5 separate regions of the Mus musculus genome follow, and all the other regions are linked to region 5. The links are chromatin contacts, called in public Hi-C, HiCAR-type and Micro-C maps. All regions are on one chromosome and are shown on one strand. Each heading gives the region's core, a stretch centred on a gene start, on an enhancer-like site or on the middle of the called end of the contact. The rest is flanking DNA. Distances are from core to core; before and after follow the strand shown. Region 1 holds the start of Mgme1 (mitochondrial genome maintenance exonuclease 1). Region 2 holds the start of Cst3 (cystatin C). Region 3 holds the start of Rrbp1 (ribosome binding protein 1). Region 4 holds the start of Nxt1 (NTF2-related export protein 1). Region 5 holds the start of Ralgapa2 (Ral GTPase activating protein, alpha subunit 2 (catalytic)).

Evidence for each region. A called contact is a pair of places that touch in the nucleus more often than the background predicts. HiCAR-type assays count read pairs that join an accessible place to other places.
Region 1: a contact with region 5 is called in a Hi-C map of CD4 T cells, with 8 times the contacts expected there. The contact joins the promoter of Mgme1 here to the promoter of Ralgapa2 in region 5. A contact is called at or near these places in 1 of 39 promoter capture datasets (erythroid cells) and 1 of 484 Hi-C or Micro-C datasets (CD4 T cells).
Region 2: a HiCAR-type map of astrocytes shows a contact between it and region 5, with 2.6 times the contacts expected there. The contact joins the promoter of Cst3 here to the promoter of Ralgapa2 in region 5.
Region 3: a Micro-C map of embryonic stem cells shows a contact between it and region 5, with 9 times the contacts expected there. The contact joins the promoter of Rrbp1 here to the promoter of Ralgapa2 in region 5. A contact is called at or near these places in 1 of 39 promoter capture datasets (pre-B cells), 2 of 484 Hi-C or Micro-C datasets (CD4 T cells and embryonic stem cells) and 2 of 9 other capture datasets (adipose tissue and liver).
Region 4: a Hi-C map of CD8 T cells shows a contact between it and region 5, with 5 times the contacts expected there. The contact joins the promoter of Nxt1 here to the promoter of Ralgapa2 in region 5. A contact is called at or near these places in 4 of 39 promoter capture datasets (the 3T3-L1 cell line, hippocampal neurons, liver and 1 more), 3 of 484 Hi-C or Micro-C datasets (CD4 T cells, CD8 T cells and muscle stem cells), 2 of 115 datasets of contacts at active chromatin or transcription factors (astrocytes and thymic regulatory T cells) and 2 of 9 other capture datasets (adipose tissue and liver).

The regions. Positions count from the first base shown.
Region 1 is chr2:144,268,335-144,272,562 of GRCm38.p6, reverse strand. Mgme1 (mitochondrial genome maintenance exonuclease 1) reads right to left here and starts at 1,659. Exons shown (of 5, transcript NM_028984.5): 1 at 1,491-1,659; 2 at 79-648. The coding sequence starts at 583. It overlaps Snx5 (sorting nexin 5), which reads left to right and starts at 1,661. Exons shown (of 14, transcript NM_001199188.1): 1 at 1,661-1,862; 2 at 2,104-2,186. The coding sequence starts at 2,136.
Region 2 is chr2:148,873,839-148,878,118 of GRCm38.p6, reverse strand. Cst3 (cystatin C) reads left to right here and starts at 2,607. Exons shown (of 3, transcript NM_009976.4): 1 at 2,607-2,966. The coding sequence starts at 2,742.
Region 3 is chr2:144,009,079-144,013,359 of GRCm38.p6, reverse strand. It overlaps Rrbp1 (ribosome binding protein 1), which reads left to right and starts at 2,097. Exons shown (of 24, transcript NM_024281.2): 1 at 2,097-2,361.
Region 4 is chr2:148,669,809-148,674,436 of GRCm38.p6, reverse strand. Nxt1 (NTF2-related export protein 1) reads right to left here and starts at 1,822. Exons shown (of 2, transcript NM_019761.6): 1 at 1,602-1,822.
Region 5 is chr2:146,510,491-146,515,117 of GRCm38.p6, reverse strand. Ralgapa2 (Ral GTPase activating protein, alpha subunit 2 (catalytic)) reads left to right here and starts at 3,114. Exons shown (of 41, transcript NM_001033348.3): 1 at 3,114-3,324. The coding sequence starts at 3,219.

The DNA of each region.
Region 1 (4,228 bases), core at 410-2,909, 2.2 Mb after region 5:
TAAGCTCCATTCTTCTGACAGGAATGCTCTATCTCCTAAAAACCAGTGACCACACATAACCAGAAGCAAGATAATTACTTGAAGTATATTCTGCAAACCCGTCTTCTCCCAGCTCCAGAACCATCCGCTCTTTCCACCTCTCCAAAAAGAAGCTCTGTTCAGGTGGCATGGTCTGCTGAAGGATGCGGGTCACACTGGGTATCGAGTTCCTTTGCAAAGGGATCTTCAAAGGGCTTGAAGAAGCATCTGTGTGTGGTTTCCCGGTTCTCTCTTCATTGAAGATAGGAAAGCAGTGTTGTGGGACTCTGGCCTGTGGCTCCGGCTCTGCAGCCTTATGCTTACTCACTGGTCCATACAGTACATCATCTTCCTTGAACAACGACTCTGGAGTCTGGGCCGGGCCTCTGGACAAGACAGAGCGTACTAAACGAGAGTACTTCGCTTGGTCTACTGCTTCGTAAGAGTTTTTCTTCTTCTGGCTACACAAATAAGAGAAAGTGGAGAAACTCACAGGAGGGCTTGCTTTTACAGAAAATCTGTTTAACCTGCTAAGCAGCCTGCAGAAGGTCAGAGGCAGTTTCATTTTTAGACTTCGCCCCTCTAACTTTTCTCTAGTCTGGAAAGTTTAAAAGTGTGTTCTGTTCGTATCTGAAAAAAAAAAAAAAGTGGTGTTAGGTTTAAGACATTTTCTATATTAAAACCATCAAATTGAAAATCACACAAGAGCCGGGTGTGGTGGCGCACGCCTTTGATCCCAGCACTTGGGAGGCAGAGGCAGGTGGATTTCTGAGTTAGAGGCCAGCCTGGTCTACAAAGTGAGTTCCAGGACAGCCAGGGCTACACAGAGAAACCCTGACTCAAAAAACCAAAAAACAAAAACAAAAAAACCCACAAGAACATTAAAAGTGCATACACTAAACTTTTGACGTTTCCAAAAAAAAAGAGAAAATCATTCCCAAGTAAGATTCATGAAAATTGTAAGTGGCTTTTGTTCAATGTTAATGTGTTGGCCGTTTCGGATATGACACCTTAAATCTGAATGTGACAAGGCCTGGAGGCATAGACCAGGAAACTTAAGTTACTTGGGTGGCTGAGGCAGTATGAAATTGAGATTTTGGGTTAGCTTGGCTTTGTCTCTAGAAACAAAACAACTACAATCTGCCCCCCCCCAACAAATTCACAAGTCTTAATTAACAGTTAAACACCTACATCTACATACCAAACTCTTACTAAATATTCTGTATGGGCATCGCTCATCTATTCCTCACGCCGCCCTTTAAAAAGTGGGTGCTACTGTGACCTCGTGGTCCAGACTCGGGACATGTCGCAAGTGGGTCTGCACAGCCCATCCAACGTTAATTCCAGAAAATGATCTCTGCAGGTGTCTCCCATGGCTGCGACAGGACAAGCGTGGCCCTTCGTGCCCGAGTTTGGATAGGGAAGAGAGTATTTAAATAGAAGGTCGGTCAGCGGCAGGGTTCTAGCTGTACCTGAGATGCCACCACGCTGTAACACCCAGCCCGCAAACAACCCTCTCGGGACCCGTACTTTCATCGGTCCCGCGCTTTCCCAAAGCGAGGCGGCCCCAGCATGCACTACGGCGTTCCCGTCGCACCTGTGAGGCGCCATCCCCTCCACGCCCCCGAAGCAGAAGCGCGGGCGCCGTCAAGCCGCGCGTTGTCGCGCTCACGAGATCTCGCGCACGTCACCGCCGCTCGCCATCTTGGACTCTGGCTGAGCCATAAATTGCCCGGGCCGCGGTGCGCGTCCTTTCTCGAGGCGTGCCTCGCCGGCGGAGGGTTCGGAGCCCGCGTTCCCGTCGCGGCCCTCCGGTGCTGGTGTCCGCGTGGCGCGGAGCGAGGGTAGGCTCCCCGCGTAGCTTCTATTGCCCGGCTCCAAGATGGACGGCCGCGGGGACGGGGGAGGCCGCACTGGGGGAGCACGTGGCGTGCCGCTCGCTGGCCTGCGCCCGGGGCTGCTGGGATGGTGGCGGAGTCCCGCGGCCTCCAGCCGCCGTCCGGCAAGGAGGCCGGCGGAGGCGGGGCCGCGGCCGCCCCTGAAAGGCGCCCCGGCGGCGGCCCAGCCTCTTCTTTCCTCGCACAGCCACACGGCCCCTGCTCGAGGCCCGCGTCGCCATGGCCGCGGTTCCCGAGTTGCTGGAGCAGCAGGAGGAGGACCGCAGCAAGGTGAGATCCCTTCCTCGCTCGCTACCTGGGCTGGAGGTTCCCGCCGGCCTCCTTGGGCTGGGTGGATCTTCTCTGGGGCTCGGACCCCAGCAAGATCCCGAGGTTTTCCCTCAACCACCCCTTTAGAGATGGCTTTCCAACGGGGTGTCTCTGCACGCTCATTCTCTGACCAAGGAGACCCAGACAAGTGGGACCCCACTTCTTGAGCTCTCGGTGGGAAGCTGACCGACGCTCTGCCAGTCATTCGACTGAGGCTAATCCTCTGAAGCCCTTAGGAGCGTGGTTTTTTTTTTTTTCTTTTTTCTTTTGCTCCTAAAACTTAAATCGACTACATGGTAATTGGAAAGTGGATCAAAGTTTCGTTTGCTATTCCTATCTCCTTTTAAGAAAATGGCCTTTTCGTTTAAAATAGTGGGGAGATTTCTAACGAGTATCTGTATGTAGCATGGTTTTTGCAACTTGGGAACGCTAAATGTGTCCTCGTGGGAGTTGTAATTTTTAGTAAATCCTGTGTGTTGATATAACCCTCGGGCTGCAAATATCTTGAGGACTAATGCAATAAACAGGGATTGCTATACGGGCAATAAAGGATTCTACTTTTATTGGCTCTTTAAACTTGAATTTTCCACCGCACAGGTAGGTTATGAGTCAGTTTTGTGGACAAAATCGTCAGTAATATGGGAGCTCTTAGATTTTAATAAGAGCTGAATTAAGATTTCATTTTAAGTACCTTTGAATGGGCAAACATTTTTTTTTTTGTTTTTGTTTTTGTTTTTCGAGACAGTTTCTCTGTATATCCCCGGCTGTCCTGGAACTCACTTTGTAGACCAGGCTGGCCTCGAACTCAGAAATCCGTCTCCCAAGTGCTGGGATTAAAGGCATACGCCACCACGTCCGGCGCAAACTTTTTATCTAGTAAGTAAATACCGGTCTCTGGCGCACCAACCAGTTGGATTGTTCCAACAAGGGTATTGTATTGAAATAGAGCTTTGTGCGAGGTGTTTTATTTCTTTTACATTAGAAGAATTAGTTTCTCTCCCCTGGCATATATAATAGGTACTAGGGGCAGGAGAGGCCCTGGTGGCTCTTTTTTTCCTCCTTTTTTGGTACGGAGCAGAATCATTTATGTAAAATGACTTGATCGTCTTTATTAACTGCTAATAGAATTTTTAAAAAAATGAGTTCACCATCACTCTGATAAGCAAAATTGGAGATGATCACAGTGGAGAAAACGACAACTTTGGCTTTCTCTTGAGTTAAAGAAATGTTGAGGTAAATGACTGGTTTTAGTACATGGTTTCGTTTGTGTTATCTGGTCTGTACTAGACTGGCAGATCACATCTGGATGGCAGTCATTTGAAGGGAATTTGGCAAGTGTCAAAGAACTGGAGTTCAACTTGGGCAAATTTGTCAGCTAATAAATTTTGCCATTTTATTTAAATGTTCGGATTATTTAGTTTGGAATTTCTATCAAAATGGGATTCTGGAAGTTGCTCTAGTGACTAGATTAGAATCTAAGGATTCTTCAGATGAGAATGAAACTCTGGGATTCCCTCTAACCCTGAGCTAGTGCTGAGGAGTTTGAATGCTAGTAAAGTTCCTTGGCAAGGTAAGGAGGCCTGAAAGGAGAAGTCTGATATCCAGACATTTTAATTACTATAAAGTCTTTTACCCCAAGGTGTTCTCTCCTTAAGATGACTTTAGGGTAGAATTGCATACCATATGTGTCTTACGTAGAAAGCCTGTGCACTGTTGGCTCCTATAATTTGGTTTAGTTTTCCTTTAGTGTGGTAGACAGAGGTAGAGATTTACCAAGTCTAGCTGGGGTATGTGTGTAGGTAGGGTCTCCCTGCATAGAGTAGGTTGAGCATTATCTCAAATTGTGTGTCTTGGGGTTTTTGATATTAGTCTAATGAGTCTAGTTTAGGGTGAATCAATGTAACAGCTTTGTTTTGTGTTGGTGTTCTGATTGTCCCTGGATTTTCTTTTCTTTTTCCTTTAGTTTGAAAAGCTTGAAATTTTTTGACTAGATGGATCAAGTG
Region 2 (4,280 bases), core at 1,358-3,857, 2.4 Mb before region 5:
GGTTATAGCAATGCCTCAGGGTCCCCTATTCTAATCCTTAACATAAATACTCATTAGTGACATTGTTAGTATCTGTTAGATTCCTGCTGATAGGGTCTAATCCAGAGCTCAGACCCAAGGTCAGAGCAGAGATGTCACTAAGTTACCAGTACCTACCACCCCCAATATAATCCTTCTTTGTATCCTTTGAGAGCCCAGGACCTTCCAGTGTTCCTCTCAAAACCAGATACCTTCACTACCAGCTCATTTGTCACAGGGGCATTTTCAAGTACAGAACATAAGAGAGTGAGGTTGAAAGAAGAAATAAAGTCAGCTATCTGCATAGAACTCAACTCAATCCTGTCTACTCCCAGTGGTGCATAGTGAGCATGGGCTTGCTTGATCCTGAGCTGGAGGGTGTGTCTGCCTACACAGTATCCACTTGAACATATATTCTACCTGAAGAGAAAGGGAACTAAGAATCTGGTTAAGGAAACAGTGCAAAGGAACCTCATGGTGCTTCTGCCCCAGAGGGCCAGACACTGCTCTCACTACATGTTTACAGGAAGTCCAAGAATAGACAGAAAAATGAGCCTCCAGGGACAGATGGACTGGCAAGGGTCCAGTGGGCACCAACACGGACCAAAAAGGCACCAGGGAACTTTACAAGGTCAGCCACATGTGCTGAATTTGTGTGCACTCATTGAAATTATTTTATACACATAAAATAAGTCATATGTTAACAATACCTCACTCCTGGTAAGTCAGTGGAAACTATGTAACCTTCCAATCAGAGGGAAATCACAGACCCACAGTGAGGCTCCCTTAGGGGAGCAGCTCGAATAGACCTTGTGCTTGAATGTTCATCCTCAGCTGCCTGCCCTCTCACTAGCTTGTCCCATAGCCCTCAAGCCCCAGCCTTCCTCTAGCATCCACACAGCTGCCAGAGTTAGAGTCCTGGCCCTACCCCTTCCCTGCTTATGTAAACTTACCCCTTGCCAGTGTTCCTTGTTTCTAAACAGAAAAGCCCTGTTGGACCTCATCACCTAAGCAGGGGTCATTCCCTCTGACTGGTGCTATCTCCCTGGTCTAGGTGGAACTCCTCGACTGTTTGAATCCCAAAGGGATCTTTCAACTAATATCTACTGGCACCCATCTCTTGCTCCCCCTATCTCACTTTCTACAGAGCATTATAATCATCTGATCTTAATTATTGATCACCTCCCATACTACCACTAGCACAAACCTTAAACTTTAAAGCTTAAACCTTATGCAGTACTATAGCCACCAGCATCAGCAGTTAGCAGATGTGGAAAGGGGGGTCAGACTGAGTGAACATTGGTCCTAAATGTTACAAATATACACAGACTCTAAAGGATTACTATACACATTAAGGAATATAATCTGTTTCCTTAAGAGTTATTATTATATATTGAAATTACATTTGATAGGTTAAATAAAACGTATTAAAGACTTCAATATTTGGGTTTTGTTATCACTGATTTGTCTGTTTGTTTTTTAACAAGAGGGTCTCACTGTGTAGCCCTGTCTTCTCCTCCTCCTCCTCCTCCTCCTCCTCCTCCTCCTCCTCCTCCTCCTCCTCCTCCACCTCCTCCTCCACCTCCTCCCCCTCCCCCTCTCCCTCTCCCTCTCCCTCTCCCTCTCCCTCTCCCTCTCTCCCTCCCTCTCCCTCTCCCCCTCCCTCTCCCTCTCCCCCTCCCCCTCCTCCTCCTTCTTCTTTTTCTTCTAAGATTTCACTGTGTAGCCCTTGCTGGCCTGGAACCAGAGATGTAGACCAAGCTGGTCTTGAACACAGATCTACCTACTTCTGCCTTCCATGTACTGGAATTAAATACATGCGCCATCATACCCAGCCTCATACCGTAGTTTTTAACCTGTCTACTAGGAAGCATAAAAGACACATGGGTTCATCTTAGATGGATATACTGGGCAGCCTGTTACAATATCCATTCGGGGCTTGGCCTCCTGTGGTATCTCCAGGCCCTAGAGTGGCCTGGTCTAGGAAGAAGCCTAGGATGGTTTCTTTAAGGATAATGAGTAGTTACACAGAATGCTGCACACTTCCCCACTCCCCCAAGATCAATTTATTTTCCTTTGACAAGTATCTTAGGACAGGGCCTTCAGGAAAATGAAATAATAGCCCTGCTCCGAGCATTCCCACATAGTGACCCTGCTCTCCATCAAGTGATCGAGGCTGAACTTTGAAGATGCAGGAAATTAAAGACTCGTTGCCCTTTTCCTTTCTGGAGAAACAGGGTTCAGATGTCACTGGCATTTTAGGGTCCAGAGAGCAATGACCAACTTCTCTGGTGAAACCACACTTCATGAAACAGGGAACTTGGAGTAAAAGGGGAAGCTGTGGAAAAGGGCACAGAAGAGGAACTGGTAAGAACAGAAAGCTAAGAGTGAAGAAGGAAGGGAGAGGCGGGGCAGGGATGGGGGAGGGGAGGCTCAGCAGGGAATGGGAATCTGGCAGCTCTTTAAGAGGTATCTGACCTACAAGGCAAGAACAGACTAGCAGCTGACTGAAGCAGAGGGAGGGCGGGGCCGTTCGGAAGAGGAGGCGGGGCCCGCTAGGGGGCAGACGGAAAAGGGAGGGTGGCCGCCGGAAAAGGAGGAGCCAGGAGAGGCGGGCGGGTCCCTAACGCTCGCATTTGGGTAAAAGTCGCACGGAGTAGCAGCGTCTGTTCTGCACCAACTCAGAGTCTTGTTGGAGCTTTATCCCTTTGTCCTAGCCAACCATGGCCAGCCCGCTGCGCTCCTTGCTGTTCCTGCTGGCCGTCCTGGCCGTGGCCTGGGCGGCGACCCCAAAACAAGGCCCGCGAATGTTGGGAGCCCCGGAGGAGGCAGATGCCAATGAGGAAGGCGTGCGGCGAGCGTTGGACTTCGCTGTGAGCGAGTACAACAAGGGCAGCAACGATGCGTACCACAGCCGCGCCATACAGGTGGTGAGAGCTCGTAAGCAGGTACGTGTCCCTGCTGTCCCCTGCTCTCCCGACGTCTCCAGGCCGCTCCCACCCAGGCACCCCTAGCTAGGGCGCGGTTTGCATCTGCAGTTGTTAATCAACACCTTTGCTTCTTATGGGAGCGGTCCTCTCTCTTCCTTTCTTCTCTGGTCTACTCATTGTGTTAACATTCATCTTTTGTTTATTCTGGAACTCAGAAGAGCCCAGCGGGTGGGCCTCCTAGCTCTGTTTCCAAAAGGCCACCCAGAGAAGGTACTAAGGATGTAGGTCAAACGCTCCCTGGGCGGAGCTCACCTCCCTTAGCCGCCTGGGGTCAATGTCAACTGCTAATGATCTGGCTTCACTTAATCGCGCTACTTGAAACTCATTCTGACAGACGGCAGATTTCACCCCATCCTTCCAGTAAACACTTGGCCATGTTCCAATCTCCTTGCTCTACTCAGGAGCACGTGTACGTGGGTGTGTGTTTATAGTCACTTATTTTTGTGTATACTTTCAGAGTCAACACTTCCGGAAAACAAGGGCATTCTCTACATACCCAAGATTCCATTTGGAAAATTGGGAACCCACGAACACTCAGGTCCTTCACTCAAAGTCTCAGTTTGCTGGTCTCCACTATGGACTCTGCTAGCAAGGGCCATTTCTATCCAGTCTGGCAGCCTGTCTTTTTCTCTGAGCACTGCCTGTGCTGCCTTGCTGTTTTGGTAGCACTGTAGAATGGTCCAGACAGCTGTGGTGATCAGTCCTGTACCACACAGTCAGGCTCCCTTCAGCCATGACTCGGTTTGTGATGGGTGAACCTCAAAGCTAAACAACCCCTTGATGCTGCAGCCGTATTAGCTTGTACACAGTGTGGCCAGGGCACATTTCTCAGAAGGAGCCTCTATCCTTAAGGGACACATAACTGTGTAGATTGGTGTCTGAGTTTCTTGGCTGTCATGTTGGTGCAGGTCACCAGGCAGGTCCCCTTGTGTCTTCTCAGAAGGTGCTGTCTAGTTGTTCTAAGAAGCCTTGCTTCCCTCTTCTTGTGGCCCTGGAATATCCTCGGGATATCCCTCAGGGGTTTTGCTAATTACCCCCCAAGATAGCTCTAATCACCCTCCACCCACTGAGTAGATGGACAGACTACCTTAGACTTAGACTCTGACAGAGGAGCTAGCTGCAGGAGCTGCTAAAGCCCCAAAGTTGACCCAAAGGAAGCCCAGGTTTTAGACGACAAAGAGTTGTATGCCAGTGTGTAGAGCTCATTTCTACCTTCTCTTGAAAATACAAACGAGTTAAATCCTGCTCCATTTTTTTCTCCTGCTGCTGGGA
Region 3 (4,281 bases), core at 848-3,347, 2.5 Mb after region 5:
TCACTTTAGGCTGCATGCTCAGCCTGCAGTCTTCCCTGGACACTAACAAACACGACTGAATGGATGAATAAATGTTCTTACTTATCCCCACAAGAGAGAGTAACTGTCTTACAGTCCATTTATGCCCAGGGAGGTAAATGCCCCACCATGATCCAGCCAGACTGGCTGCTAGCAACTGCTGACCAGAAGCTGGGATCCTTAATTTTATTTCAAGTGAATCTCAGCTCTGGAAAATGACTGAGTGTGGAAAGGTGATCTATAGTGATTCCTGCTGATTAATCATTAATTCCCTAAGACACTGAGATTCAAACCAGAAATAAATAGTTTAGTTTCAGCCTAACCCCTCTGTATTCTCTCCTTGCAGTTTTACTATAGACCAACAGCTGTCAAGTAGCAATGGCCAAAGGGGTGCTCACAGAGGAACTGAGGCAGGAACTCTGCAGCCACAGAGGCTGGGGCAGGTGTAGTCCTTTGGCCTTTTAGAACACTAAATCTTAGAGGCTGGGGAGGTGGCTCAGTGGGTAAAGTACCTGCTATGAAGGCCCTGAGTTCAAATCCCAACATGAATGTGAACACTCCAGGTGCCACCTACAATCCAGCACTGTGAAGATGGAGACCGTCACTCACTGGTCAGGCAGCTGAGTTAAAGGAGTGGGCTCCAGGATCATAGACAGACCCTGCTCGAGCAATAGAGAGAGAGATATGCCTGATATCAAATTCTGTGTGGACTCGAAAGGGGGGTGGGGGACAGAGGAGAGAGACCAAACTTCATTTCAAAGAGGCTGATCTTGCCTCAGGCTCAAAGGAATAATTTTAAGAGCTGCAGTTAAAATGGTTATAACCTAAACTTAAGCTGGCATGGTGTTTCATGCCTTTAATGCCAGTACTCAGAAAACAGAGGCAGGAGGAACTCTGTGACTTTGAGTTCTAGGCCAGCCTGTTATACAAAGCAAGTTGTGGGACAGCCACATAGTGAGACCTTGACTCAAAAAAAAAAAAAAAAAAAAAGAAAAGAAAAGCACTTAAAGTTAAGTTATTTCAATTGAACTTGGTTTTGAAGAGAGGCTTTTGTGTTGATGAGATGGCACAGGGAAACTACTTTTAAGTACTTTCTATGCAATCTGACTGAGTTTTGATCCCTAGAAACAGCCATGGAAGGAGAGAATCAAGCAGAGAGTTGGTGCATGGTGGCATATGCACCCCTCTTCTAAGTAGGTGTTGGTTGTTGTTTTTTTGTTTTTATAAAGGGGTAGCTGGCTAATATTTGGAGTATCACTAGATCAATTTCCTGGGTTGCTATCATATTTTCTTGGGCCAAAACCTCATGGTCCCAACATCTGAAATCAAGTGTCACAGGATGGATGTAACTCTGCTGTGTGATTTGTACAAGGACAGTATATTATTCTGTTTAGGGAGTGGCTTTTCTTATCAAAATTTCCACCTCTATTTCTTTTGTTCTTTCCAGGTCTTCCACCTCAATTCTCCCACTTATTCAGTAAAATATGGAATGCAGAATGCAGTGCCTTTACGGATAGATAAGGCCCCATCCTCCCTGCTCTGACCCTTGCAGAACTCTTCTTTAGACCCAGAGGCTGGTGCTTTGTGTGACGTTATTTGGGTTTAAATAAGGCATTTTCCCAGTTGTTCACGGTTTGTGCAGTCCTCCTGAGGGTAACATTCACGGCCACCTCAGCCCGGCAGTGTGGAGGAAAAGAGCAGCCTGCGGCCAAGGGGATTCGAACCGCAGTCTATCGGCCTAGGCGGAGCCAAATCCGAATAAGCGGTGGCGTGGAGAGCGGAGGCCTGGAGTGGGCGGGACCGGCAGAGGACCTCCCTAGGTGGGCGGGGAGTTAGAGACCCGCCCCCGCGCAGAGCTGAGAGTTGCGCTGCGCGGCTCCGCCCCTCTTCGGCCCCGCCCCCCGCGGCTCCCCGCAGCTCCTCCTCTCTCTCATTGGCTGAGACGTAGACCCTCCTTTTTGGCCAATGGTCGCCACCGCGGCGCGGCCGTCCGCGGTCTGATTGGTCAGAGGCCGGCAGAGTGGCGGCTAGTGAACCAATAGGAAGAGGCAGCTCGATGAATGGCTGGTCCGGGTGGGGAAGGCAGGAGGCGGCGATCCCGGCGGAGGGGGCCGTTCGCCAGCTCCGAGGCAGAAAGTGCCACGACTCCACACACGCGCACGCAGCCAGCGAGCGGCCGGAGCGGACGGCGGACGGGGCGGACGGCGCCAGGGTCGCAGTGTGTGCAGCTGCTCAGGGGCGGCTTCTCGGTGGAGGCTCGGCCGGCTCCCCTCTTGCGGTTCCGCGGCGGCGGCGGCGGCTGCTCTTGCCCTCTCGCTCTCCCTCTCGCGTCTCCCGCTGCAGGTAAGAAACTTGGCCGGGCCCTGCAGCGGCGGCGGCGGTGGAGGCGCGCGGGCTGGGCCGTCGGGGCGCCGGGCCGGTCGCGCCGCGAGTGACACGTCTCCTCGGCGGCCCCTCCCCCGGCGGCGCCGGCCCGCACGCCCGCCCTGGCGGTAGCCGCGGCCCCTCGAGTGGGACGGAGCTGCGTGTGCCAGGCCGAGCCCGTGCAGGGGCGTCGGCCGAGCGCGCCCCTCGGGGTGGATTCCCCCGGCCGGCAGGCCAGGAGCTGCGGCGGCCCCGCGGCACGACGTGGCGACCCCTCCCTCTCGGCCGGGCCGTCGGGCCGGCCCGCGCGCTCCGAAGTTGGGCTAAGAAAGTTGGCGGCGGGGCGGGGCGGCGCACAGCTGGCGGAGGAAGGGGTTAAGTTTCGGGAAGCCACCGGATGACGTTGCCGGGCCGGAGTCCGGGCCGGAGGGGGTTGGGGGGGCGGAAGGCGGTGGGCCGGCCTGGGACGAGGGCTGAGACTGGATTGGCGACGCGGGGGCCCAGAGCCCCGGGCTGCGGGCTGTGGCCACAGGACACGTCGGCAGCCCCGACGGGGCGGGCGGGGGCCACAGGGCTCGCCGCGGGTGCCGTCCGGGACTGGCCGTAGCAACTTCCCGGAGTACGGGATGAGGCTCCCTGCTCCCCCTGGCGGCAGGGCCGCAGCACCGTTTCACGGCGGGTCCTCGCGGAACCGGCACGAGGGTGCGGGACCTGGCCAGGGTTGGGGCCACCCGGGGTCCTGCCTGGCGTCTCTTTCCCGCGCCCATGATTAGTGGACCCGTGGTGCTAGGCCTGGGCGGAAGTCGGCACCTCCGGCCCGGCGGGCCAAGCGCCCTGGCACTGGGCCCGCCGTCTGTCCCGGCCCGCCAGGCTCCCCGGCAGTGCCCGGGGAAGGGAGGCCGGTTGACCCGGGCTTACTGCAGGCTGTGCAGGATGCTTCAGAGACTCTTTCCCGTAGGTGTCACGCTTCGTCGACAGTTGCTAACCAAATGCTTTCTCTCAGAGGTTTCCCATTTCCCCATCTGAGAGACAGCAGTGGAGACCCAGCACGTGTAGGGAGTAGCCAACTGGTATTGACTGTTCTTGTGGGATGTGTGTTTAGGGACGTGAGAGACAAGGGAACAAGGTGGAGCCTGGCTTGCACTGCCAACCACTGCAGAAGTCGCACACCTGGATTCCAGCCCCATGAACACCGGAGGGTCATGTCTCCTAACCTCTGAACCTGGGGTTTCTTTATCTCTTGCCTGAAGATAGTACCACCCACTCACCACTGAGGTCAGGGGAACTGAGCAGGAAGTGTGAGATCTTGTGCAAAACCGAGGGCAATTTGGCAATCAGTCCTCAGGTCAGAGGTCAGGACTGGGAAACACCAAGGAAATGAAACTTGGATGGATCCCTAGAGCCTCCCACATCTCTGTTTGCTAAGCTAGCAGTTCATTTGCTTAAAGCCTAATGGTGGGGGTTGGGGTCCTGGGTTGAATTTTGTGTAAAGACTCACATTGTAGGCTGAAGAATTGCACATTGGACACAGCCCTTCACTTAAGTATTCTCTCACCATCCACACCACTTCCTTACATTTTTTTTTTCTGTTATTGTTTATCTTAACTTCCTAAACCTAGAGAAATTTCTGGGATTTGCTGGGGGTTGTCATAGAAATGTGTTAATGAACTTTGTAAGGTCAGCCCACTATGGTCTGCCAACTTGTTTCTCTTTAGAAGCAGCTTCCTGTTCTGAGGGCCTGGAGATGCCACTTCCCTTCTGTTTAGTACAGGAGAAGAGCTACTAAGAGGTCAGCACAGATGCTGGGGCAAGCCTGGATTGTCTGGCTTCTGGACTAGTTGAGGCCTACAGAATCCCACGCTTGGGGGCTGAGGGCCAGAAGAGGAGAGCTGGAGGTTT
Region 4 (4,628 bases), core at 573-3,072, 2.2 Mb before region 5:
AATCCAACAAGGACCCAGAAGATGCAGGGAATGGCATATTTCTCAGGAGAGTGGAGGACAGTGGTTACAATGCCCATAACAAGTAAACCCAAGACTAACTAGAATTTATGTCTTCAGCATTAATGGCCACCATTTAAGACCAGCAGGGCCATGACACCATAGCAGAAAGGCTCTAGCATTCAAACAGTCTCAGGGAGATTCCGGAAGATCACAGTTCCTTAAAACATTAAAGTTCCATCACATAAGCAGCATGGCTTTTCTTTTTACAACAGGAATGGCTGCTAATTTTTTCTATGGTTAACTATTTCCACTTAAAAGAACCTAGTACTGATCAATATTACTGAAAATAGGACACAAGTAATTTATATTATTTGCCAATTTCCAGAAACAGGGTCTCTACAGAGTAAGCTTAAAACTTTAAGCTGTGAACACATGCTTTTTCATTTCAAGAGCCTTTATTATTTTATTGAGACACGTTCTCTCTATGTATTTCTGCCACTTCTATGTAGACCACACTGGCTTTGAACTCATGACATCCGCCTCTGCCTTTTGTGCTGGGAATAAAGGTGTGCACGACCATGCCTGGGCCAACATTTTTTTTTTTTTGGTTTTTCGAGACAGGGTTTCTCTGTGTAGCCCTGGCTGTCCCGGAACTCACTTTGTAGACCAGGCTGGCCTCGAACTCAGAAATCCGCCTGCCTCTGCCTCCCAAGTGCTGGGATTCAAGGCGTGCGCCACCATGCCCGGTTTCATTTTTTTAAGCTTATCAGTTTATGAACGATGGATTCCACACAGAGCAAGGAGGAAGCTGGCCCTATAGATGAATTCGGAGCCAGCTTGATACTGCTCTTGCCACTCTCTCACCAAGGTCCTCCGACTCAACAATCAATCTGAAGTGCTGTTTGCTTAGTAGTTTAGGTACATTCCCTCAATCATCATTGCACAAGTCACTGTAACAACTTTACAAAAAGAGTTACAAACTTACTTGCTTCATTCTACGGAAGCAAGGGAGTCAGAGCTATGCTTACTAAGTTCCAGGATTTTTTTGAAAGCAGTTCTATATGAAAACAGCTCTAGGGATGCTGGCTTAACAATGTTCTCCAAGGTAACCATATTTCTCTGTCCAACCACCTCATCCCCACTTCTTTAGGCCACAATGCTTCGCCCTAACATTGGTCACGCCCCCAAAGATGATCACCCCTATTTCTGGTCCTCAGCTACCCACAGAACCCGGTCATCTTTCTCTCTTAAGGAGAGAGCAGTACGACCGAAACATAGTAGAGTGAGAGTCAGAAAGATGCTCCACTCCCATGGTTCATACTGTAGTTTCCTGGAGTTGGACCTCAGAAACGGCAGCCGTGCCCCGGGCCTCATTTCCAGCTGGGAGTCGCTTCTTACATCCCCCGGCCCCAAACTGCTGCTCTCCTCCGGGTATGGCAAACTCACCGCCACGGTTCTGCACATAAAAAAGCCTGATGCCAGGTTGCAGAGACACCACGTGGAGGAAAGGACAACATCCATGTCTTATTGAGCCTAAGAAAAGGGAAGAGGTCCCTGGTGCCGCGGCGTTGCCAGACGGCCAGGCAGGAGCGCTCACTTACCTGCTCGATCTCGGTCAGCGCCGCCAAGGCGACTCGGTCCCGGGTTCCGCCCCGGTCGCGGTCCCGGGCCAGAAGAGTTTCTCTCCTGTTCTCCTCTTCCTCCCAGAGGCTCCGCCTGAGAAGCCGACGTCCAGGAGGCGAGGAACGGTTAAGCGCCGGTAGTGGCTTCCCGCGCGCCGCAAGCTGCAATGTGCGCAGGCGCTAGCATCCCGGTTCCCGTCGACTCCCGCCTCCCCGCGACGGGCAGCTACGCGAGCCAGTAGAAAACTTGGCTCCGCCCAGGTGTGGCGGCAAAGACAGTGTAGGTTCCGGGTTAGGCACTATCCTAGAAGATCCGGTTGAGGGAGCTCTGATTGGATGTTGTGGAGAGGGTGGAGTCAACGCGCTTAGCTGTGGAAGGCTTGGTTAATAAGAGATATCTGTCTTTGCTAGATCTGGCTCCCTTCTTCTGTGTGTGTTGGGATGATATCTTGTGGAGACTCGTGAAGCTTCAACGTGGAGCTTCACTGGTTGATGCTAACTAGGGAGACAACAGCATGGCTTCAATAAGGCTCTGGACTGAACCCAGCACATAGACACCCGTAGTGTAGGAACCCGGTGGAAGGCTAAATCTGAGAGTCTGTGGAAGTCCTTGTGGTCAAATATGGTCAAATATCTTAGCTGAGCGCACCCTTCCTAAGGTGAAGCTACTTAGAGTTGACAAGCAGATGAACTTATAAGAGAACAAATTTTAGTCTAGTGAGAACTGAGGTCGAAGAGGCGGGCAAGGGGACAATGGTAGTTGACTTTCTATGCAGTGCAAATTGAGTTTCCTGCTGGCTCCAGCTGCGGCGCAGTACCACCTCATTTAAGACACTGAATTTGTTTTAATCTGGAGCTGTCTAGATACCTAGCATAGAAATGGAGCCATTTCGCGTGGGAAATTGGGAAACTGCTTCGTGTATCAAAACCCAAAGAGCTAACTTTGCTGAGACCTGATTCTTTGCTTCATCTGCCCGGCTAGGAGAGCTGTTTGTAAGTGGCTTTGTTCAATTAAGTACTTTAATCTGTATTTTGTTACCAACCTCTCGGCTCCTTTTGCTCATGTTACTAAGGGAACATTTGTTTTTAGATTTAAGAAACGAGAATGGCTGTTCAATATAGGTCACTTCCCACTGGAGTTAAGTGAGTGAAAAGTTTTCATTATTGAAAGAATTAAGTTGGAGTCTGAGTTTCAAGGATGAATAAGTGCCTTTGGAGCAGTAGTTACACAAAAATATGTAGTAAACCTGGGGATAAAGTAGTGGTAGGTCCCAGGACTTTTCCTGAGGGAGAACTTGACCTTTATTCTTTCAGTAGCCCTTGAATTTGGGAGATTAGAGATGCCTCTGATTCTAAAGGACTGGCCACTGACACAGTTGAGCGTATTCGTCAAGGTTCTCTAGAGGATAGAATCTCTCTCTCTCTCTCTCTCTCTCTCTCTCTCTCTCTCTCCCTCTCCCCTTCCTCTCCTCCACCCCTCCCCCCTCTCCCTCTTTCTCTCCCCTTCCCCTCCCCTCTCTCTCTCTTTCTCTCCCCTCCCCCTCCCCCTCCTCCACCATTCCACCACCCCCATATTAGTCAGGGTTCTCCTTGCCTCAATCTCCTGGCATTAAAGGTGTGTACTACCTTGTTTAGCCTAAACTTTTCATGGCCACTATGCCCCAAAATCTCCATGCCAAGATGCAGGTTAGAAACTTGTGTCTTCCAGCCTCAAGATCTGGATCACAGGTGTGTCCTCCAATTCTGGATTGTAGTTCATTCCAGATATAGCCAAACTGACAACCAGGAATAACCACTACAATCCATCCCTTGTCAACTTGACATAAATAATATCTCATGTCCAGACCGTCAGTGAGTGTTAGGACTGTCACCTTCAGTGTATGTGTGAGTGTCTGTGTAATGGTGGTTGAACACAAGGCCTGCTCAGCATGCTAAGCAAAATCTTTGCCCACTCTTCAATTTTGGACTTGGCAGTTTCTAGAGTCAGTGTTGAAAGCTGGGCATACACATAGTTACTTGCAGCTTCAGCACTGTGTCTTTTGGGTATCATCAGTGTGATTGTGATGTGAGTTTGCCTACCTGGTAACCAGCTGCCTCCTCTGTAAAGCACGAACACTAATAATATTCTTGGGAAGAGCTTCACATGGGTCTCTGTCCAAATTAGCATCCAGAAATAGAACTGAATTATGTTTTATACTTTATGTACACAGTAACTTCATTTGCCAACAGTCCTAAGGAAATGATTGGCTTTTACATTTGGAACAACCATATGACAGATCGGTGGGATTTGTTACCCAATCACATGAGCAGTTTTGGTAAATGATCCTGGCCTAAGCAGCTGTGGAGCGGTGTTCCCATTTGCTACATGGAGCCAGACCAGGAGGAAGAAGGACACCATCTGGTCCACACACAGAGTTGGGCCTGATTTATAGATCTTAAAATCTGTCAACACGCTTGCTCTCCTCCCCTACTGTCAGTGCTGTTCCCTGGGATAGAATTTTAACAGCACGTTTTCAAAGCAGCTCTGTGACTTGAGGTCAGTGTAGTGTCTGGGCAGCTGTGTGTCAATTACACTGCCACCTGAACTGCATCTGTTTCTTCTTGTCTCTTGACCTGGGCAGGCCCATCTTAGTTCTGGTGGGCCAGGGTGATCTGAGGCTGTGTTTCAGTGAGCTCATTTAGGGACTGAACTGTGGGAGGCTATGGTGGGCCATGGAAGATGTACAGTCAATAATGCCAGATAGTGTTTTATAAAGTCTATCCTCTGCCTTCTCGATTGCCAAGGAAAAGAATGTAGACACCTGAGAATGTTGCTTCTGTAGACATTACATGGAAATGCTCCCTGTGATGGTGCTGTTTGCCTGAGAAGGTTGTAATGGCTGCTGTTGATTAAGTCTCAGGTGCACCTTTTCCTAACTCTGGTACCAGCCACCTGAAATGAGGGAAAGGGTCATACATGGCTACAGAGCCTCTTTGTGTGGTCAAAATGGGACATCTATATCAGTA
Region 5 (4,627 bases), core at 1,865-4,364:
AAGCAAGTTTGGGTTCATGCTCAGTAAGACAACACTGTGTGCACCTATGGATTTTCTATTTACCATTTTATGCTTATGCATAACTGGGCATGGATATGATTAAAATAAGACACTTTATGGAGCAAAGCTAGCATAATTCATATCTATTAACCATGATGGAGAAGTACCCCTTAATTACTAAATAACTCATTCTCTTCTTCTTTTTTTGCCCCCGCCCCAAATTACTGCTCCAAGCACTAATTAGGACCTTTGAGTATTTTCACACATGCTGCCTGCTGCTCCCTACTGTGCATTCTCATCTTTTTTCTATTGCTTTGCTTTAAATAAAGTTTCCTCTCTACTTTGCAATTTGTGTAGGCTTTTATTTCATTGTTGAATAAGAGGCCAAGAACCTGGAAACACCCAAGGCAGACAGCACCTCCTCTAACTACTGGTAACATCCTGTCTTTTTTTTTTTTTCTTTCTTTCTTTCTAAGTGTTATTTCAGAGTAGCATTACTTTGTCTGTTACAAGCTAAATTTTTCTTTTTTAGATTTTAATTTTTTTTTTTACATTTTGTGATTGTGTAAGTCTGTGCTAGGTATGTGCTGATGGCTGCAGAGGTCAGAAGAGAATGTCACACACCCTAGAGCTGGAGTTACAGGTGATTTTGAGCCACCTACATAGGTGCTGGGAACAGAATTTGGATCCTCTGGAGGAGCAGCAAGTGCTCTTAACTACCGAGCCAATTCTCTGGCCCCACATACTGATCTTTATTTTATGTGTATGGGTGTATGTCTGTGCCCTGTGTGCACATCTGTCCTCAGAGGCTGGAAAGGGCATCTGACCTCTGAGACTAGAGTTATAGATGGTTGTGAGCCACCATGGAAGTGCTGGAAATTGAACCTGGCTCCTGTAGTCGAACAGCCAGAACTCCTAAGCACTGAGGCATCTCTCCAGCCCCAAGTTTTAAACTTTGAATTTCATGTTTGTTATTTATTGATTAAGGCGGCAATGGAGTGTCTGAAAAGTACTTGACACTCTAAAGCCCAAGGAAGAAGTAAGTAACTTCAGGGTGAATAATTTCCTCAAGGGGTTAGAAGACCAACAAGAGGATTTTTTGAGAGAACAGCAACAATCAAAAAACCCCAACAAAACAAAACTGGGAGGTGTCCTGGGTAAATAAGCATCAAAACACTAATACGTGATTCTTTTAAAAAGGGAGGTGGGTGTTGCAGTCTTATGTCTTCACTCTGTAAGTATGATAGATGAGATGAACTTACATGCATAGATGCCTGGTTTTTGTCTATCCAGTTTCTAACACTGCCATATATTTAGCATACAGAAATGCATATATTTGTCTAGTTTTTCCTCCTCAGTTGGATTGGAAGCTCTGGCAGTGAGAGAACTGCTTCTTGTAATATCTGTTATTTCCTGGGCTTAGGATCTTGTTTTTACACCATAGGTCTTTACTAGATGTTTGCTAATAATGAGAGCTCACATTGCAAGAGAAAAATTGATTTCAGTGGGATAAATTCATTTTACTTTTTCAATCAGTGTAAGAAAAGATGTCCTTGTTCAAAGGAATGGAACAGTGAACATGTGTTTTAAAATCTGAAACAGGGCACAGGATAAACTGATGGTGACAAATACTCTTGCCGTAATGTTAGAGACAGCATCACTTCTCTCCCTTACAACAGAATTGGGGAGATTATGGCCTTCATCTATGATGTCATCTGGGGATGCAGGAGGCGCAACAGCTCTCCCATCATCCTAGGCATGGAGATTACATCTCTAGGTCTGTGAGATTTCTGCTGTTAGGTGATCTGTCTGTAGTCTGTTTTGTTTTGTTTTGTTTTGTTTTTTTGGCTAAATACTGTTCCTTTGGGTATATCTTAGTCGTAGCCATGCTATTTTGATAACTCTAAAAATAGAATTTACCAGAACGGAGAAGTTTTTGCATGCTGAGTTGAAATGTGTAGGGCTGCTTTATCATCTTTTTTTTTTTTTAACTTAATGAGTTTATTGAGTGCCTGTAGAGATCAAATACCAAGCTTAATACAAGGGTGTGTACATTTCTAGCACTTTCCTCCACTAGAGAAAAAGACTCTTGGATTATGCCTATTTGGATGAAAAACATGTGATTCTAAGGTGCCTCTTTAGGTACTTGCTAATAAAGCCAAAATATCAAACCTTGGGGATCCAGATGATAATAAACAATTATATAGTCAGTTTTCTGGTAAGAAATCATTTGAGCATCTTCTGTCTTAAAGTCTTGCTTCAGTGAATAGGCATCTGGCCTTAAAAAGCATGTTGGCCCGAGAGTCAGGTCCTTCAGGTTCTATTTCTGGTTCTGTTATTGGATTGCTATGAGGCCTTGCATAACCCAGGAGCTCTATCCGCAAAGCAAGAGGCAAGACTGACCTCTGCACTTGAGATTGGGTTCCAGATGCCTTGGGGACTGAGTGGACCTCACTGGACAACAGGCCCACTCTTCTCTGCTACCAAAGCCATTTATTTACTTTAGTGTGAAATTAGAGATCAGATTTTGACATGGCCACACGTGCTTTGTCTTGCTCCTTAGTGTGAATCCAGAAGTAAAAAAAAAAAAAAAAAATCTAGAAATAGTTTTCAAAATTTAAAAGTCCTACAGCTTTTCTTACTTTGTGTGTGTCTGTGAGAGAGTGGGGGGTTGGGAGGGGTAGGTACGCAGGCCAGGCAGTAGAGGGGAGGGAGTGTGAGTTTCAAGGGTGGCATCTAGCACTCTGGAAAGCAGGTCGCTGCGCTTCGTCTTGTGGGGACTACAGTTCCCGGGAGCACTTGCGGCCCATATAGGGGCGGGAGCTCGCGGTCCTGGTCATATGGAAAACACCGCAATCTGATTGGAGGTCACTGCGCAGACTCGAAGCTGGGCGCGCGTCCCCGCGAGGTTCCTAGCCTCAGGCTCCTAGTGCGTGAACAGTCCGGGATGTGCGCGTGCGTCGCGCCGGAGGGCGGACCAGAGGCACCCGTGGGGCGGGGCCGAGGGTTTCGCATCGACACCGCCTTCCTGCCCCGCCCCTGACCGTTCGGCCCGCCCCTCCTTCCTGGAGCCTCCGCTGAGGCTGAGGCGGCGAGGCGGCCGGGAGGGGGGCGGCTTGTGGCCGGAGCGACACGCGCCCGTCGCGACCCTATGCAGTGACTCGTGCGGCGCAGGCGCCTCCTGCCCCGCCGGCGGGGCCCAGGCTTACCGCGGCGGGATGTTCTCCCGAAGGAGCCACGGAGATGTGAAAAAGTCCACGCAGAAGGTGCTGGACCCCAAGAAGGACGTGCTGACCCGCCTGAAGCACCTGCGGGCGCTGCTGGGTGAGGCGTGGGGCGTGGGCTGTGGGTCAGAGCCACCTGCCGGGAGGGCCGGGTCCCACCCGCGGCGTGGGCCTGATGGGGTCTCAGGTCCGAGTGATGTAGAGAGCTGGGAATGGTGCGCAGCCGACCTTTGCTAGCCTAGATCGGGACCCTTGAGGCATTGTTCCTGAAGGCTGTACGTTGGCCCTGGGCGCTGCTCTGTCGTCCCAAGTGTAAACTTAGCCAGGATTCTCTTTTGGGTGCCTAGCCTCGGGTAACCTCTGTGCCTGAGAGCAGGCACAGAGGTGACTATAAGCTGTCCTCTCCAGGAAATAAACCAAGCACAAGTGGGGCGGGCTTGAACACACACACACACACACACACACACACACACACACACACACACACACGCACACGCAGCCCTACCTCTCTGCCACCTCCTCTCTGCCACCTCCCTCTCCCTCTCCCATTCTAAAAATTTAAATTCTTGACAACTTGGGTTAGACCAATAGCTCATGTGGTCCCATCACAGACTTCGTTGAACTACCATCTCTCACTCACTCTCCTTTTAAAATGTTACTATGTTTGAGTGTAAGACTTTAGGTAGGATTGATTTCAGCTGACCCCAGGACAGATTAGATGTCATTTCTTCTCTCCTGCCCTTCTCTCTTTTAAATTTACATTTTTTGGGGGTTGGGGGAGGGAGGATGGAAGGGTCCGGCTGATAGCTGTTTCCTTGGGTCTTTGGTGTGAAGGGGGCTCTGATCAGAGGAAGCTAGGCTTTCTTTGGGTCCAGGGAGGCAGCTTCTCCCTTATCATCAGAGTGACAACCATTACTCCCTTTTGCCTTCCCTATTCATGGCCTGCAGGGTGGAGGTTCTGCAGAGCCCAAGTGGGCCTGGAATTGACTTGTGATGGCTTGAAAGCTCTCCCCTGTGGGTGTGAAGTGTCCACAGGTTATCTGATGCTGGTGATGTGTAGCTTGGCTAGGCTATGCATTAGTTCTATCTTCTGTCTGTCTGGACAGACTTATCTGTATTTGGGGGCCAAGGAAAAGACAGGTTTCTTCTACATATGTATACTGTTGAAACAATAATAAAAAATTAAAAACCCAGTGTTTTTAAAATTTTAGACCATCTGCCACTTGAGAAAATAGGGCACAAAAGAATTCATTTTATAGGTGAGAATTTTAAGCATTCTTGTTAATGAGATTAAGAGTTGCTAATTATTTCTATTTATATTGTGTAAACTATTTCTGAGTGGGGGATTGGCCAGCCAATCAGCCAACCAATGAACCAACCAAATGCAAAACTCAAAACCATGA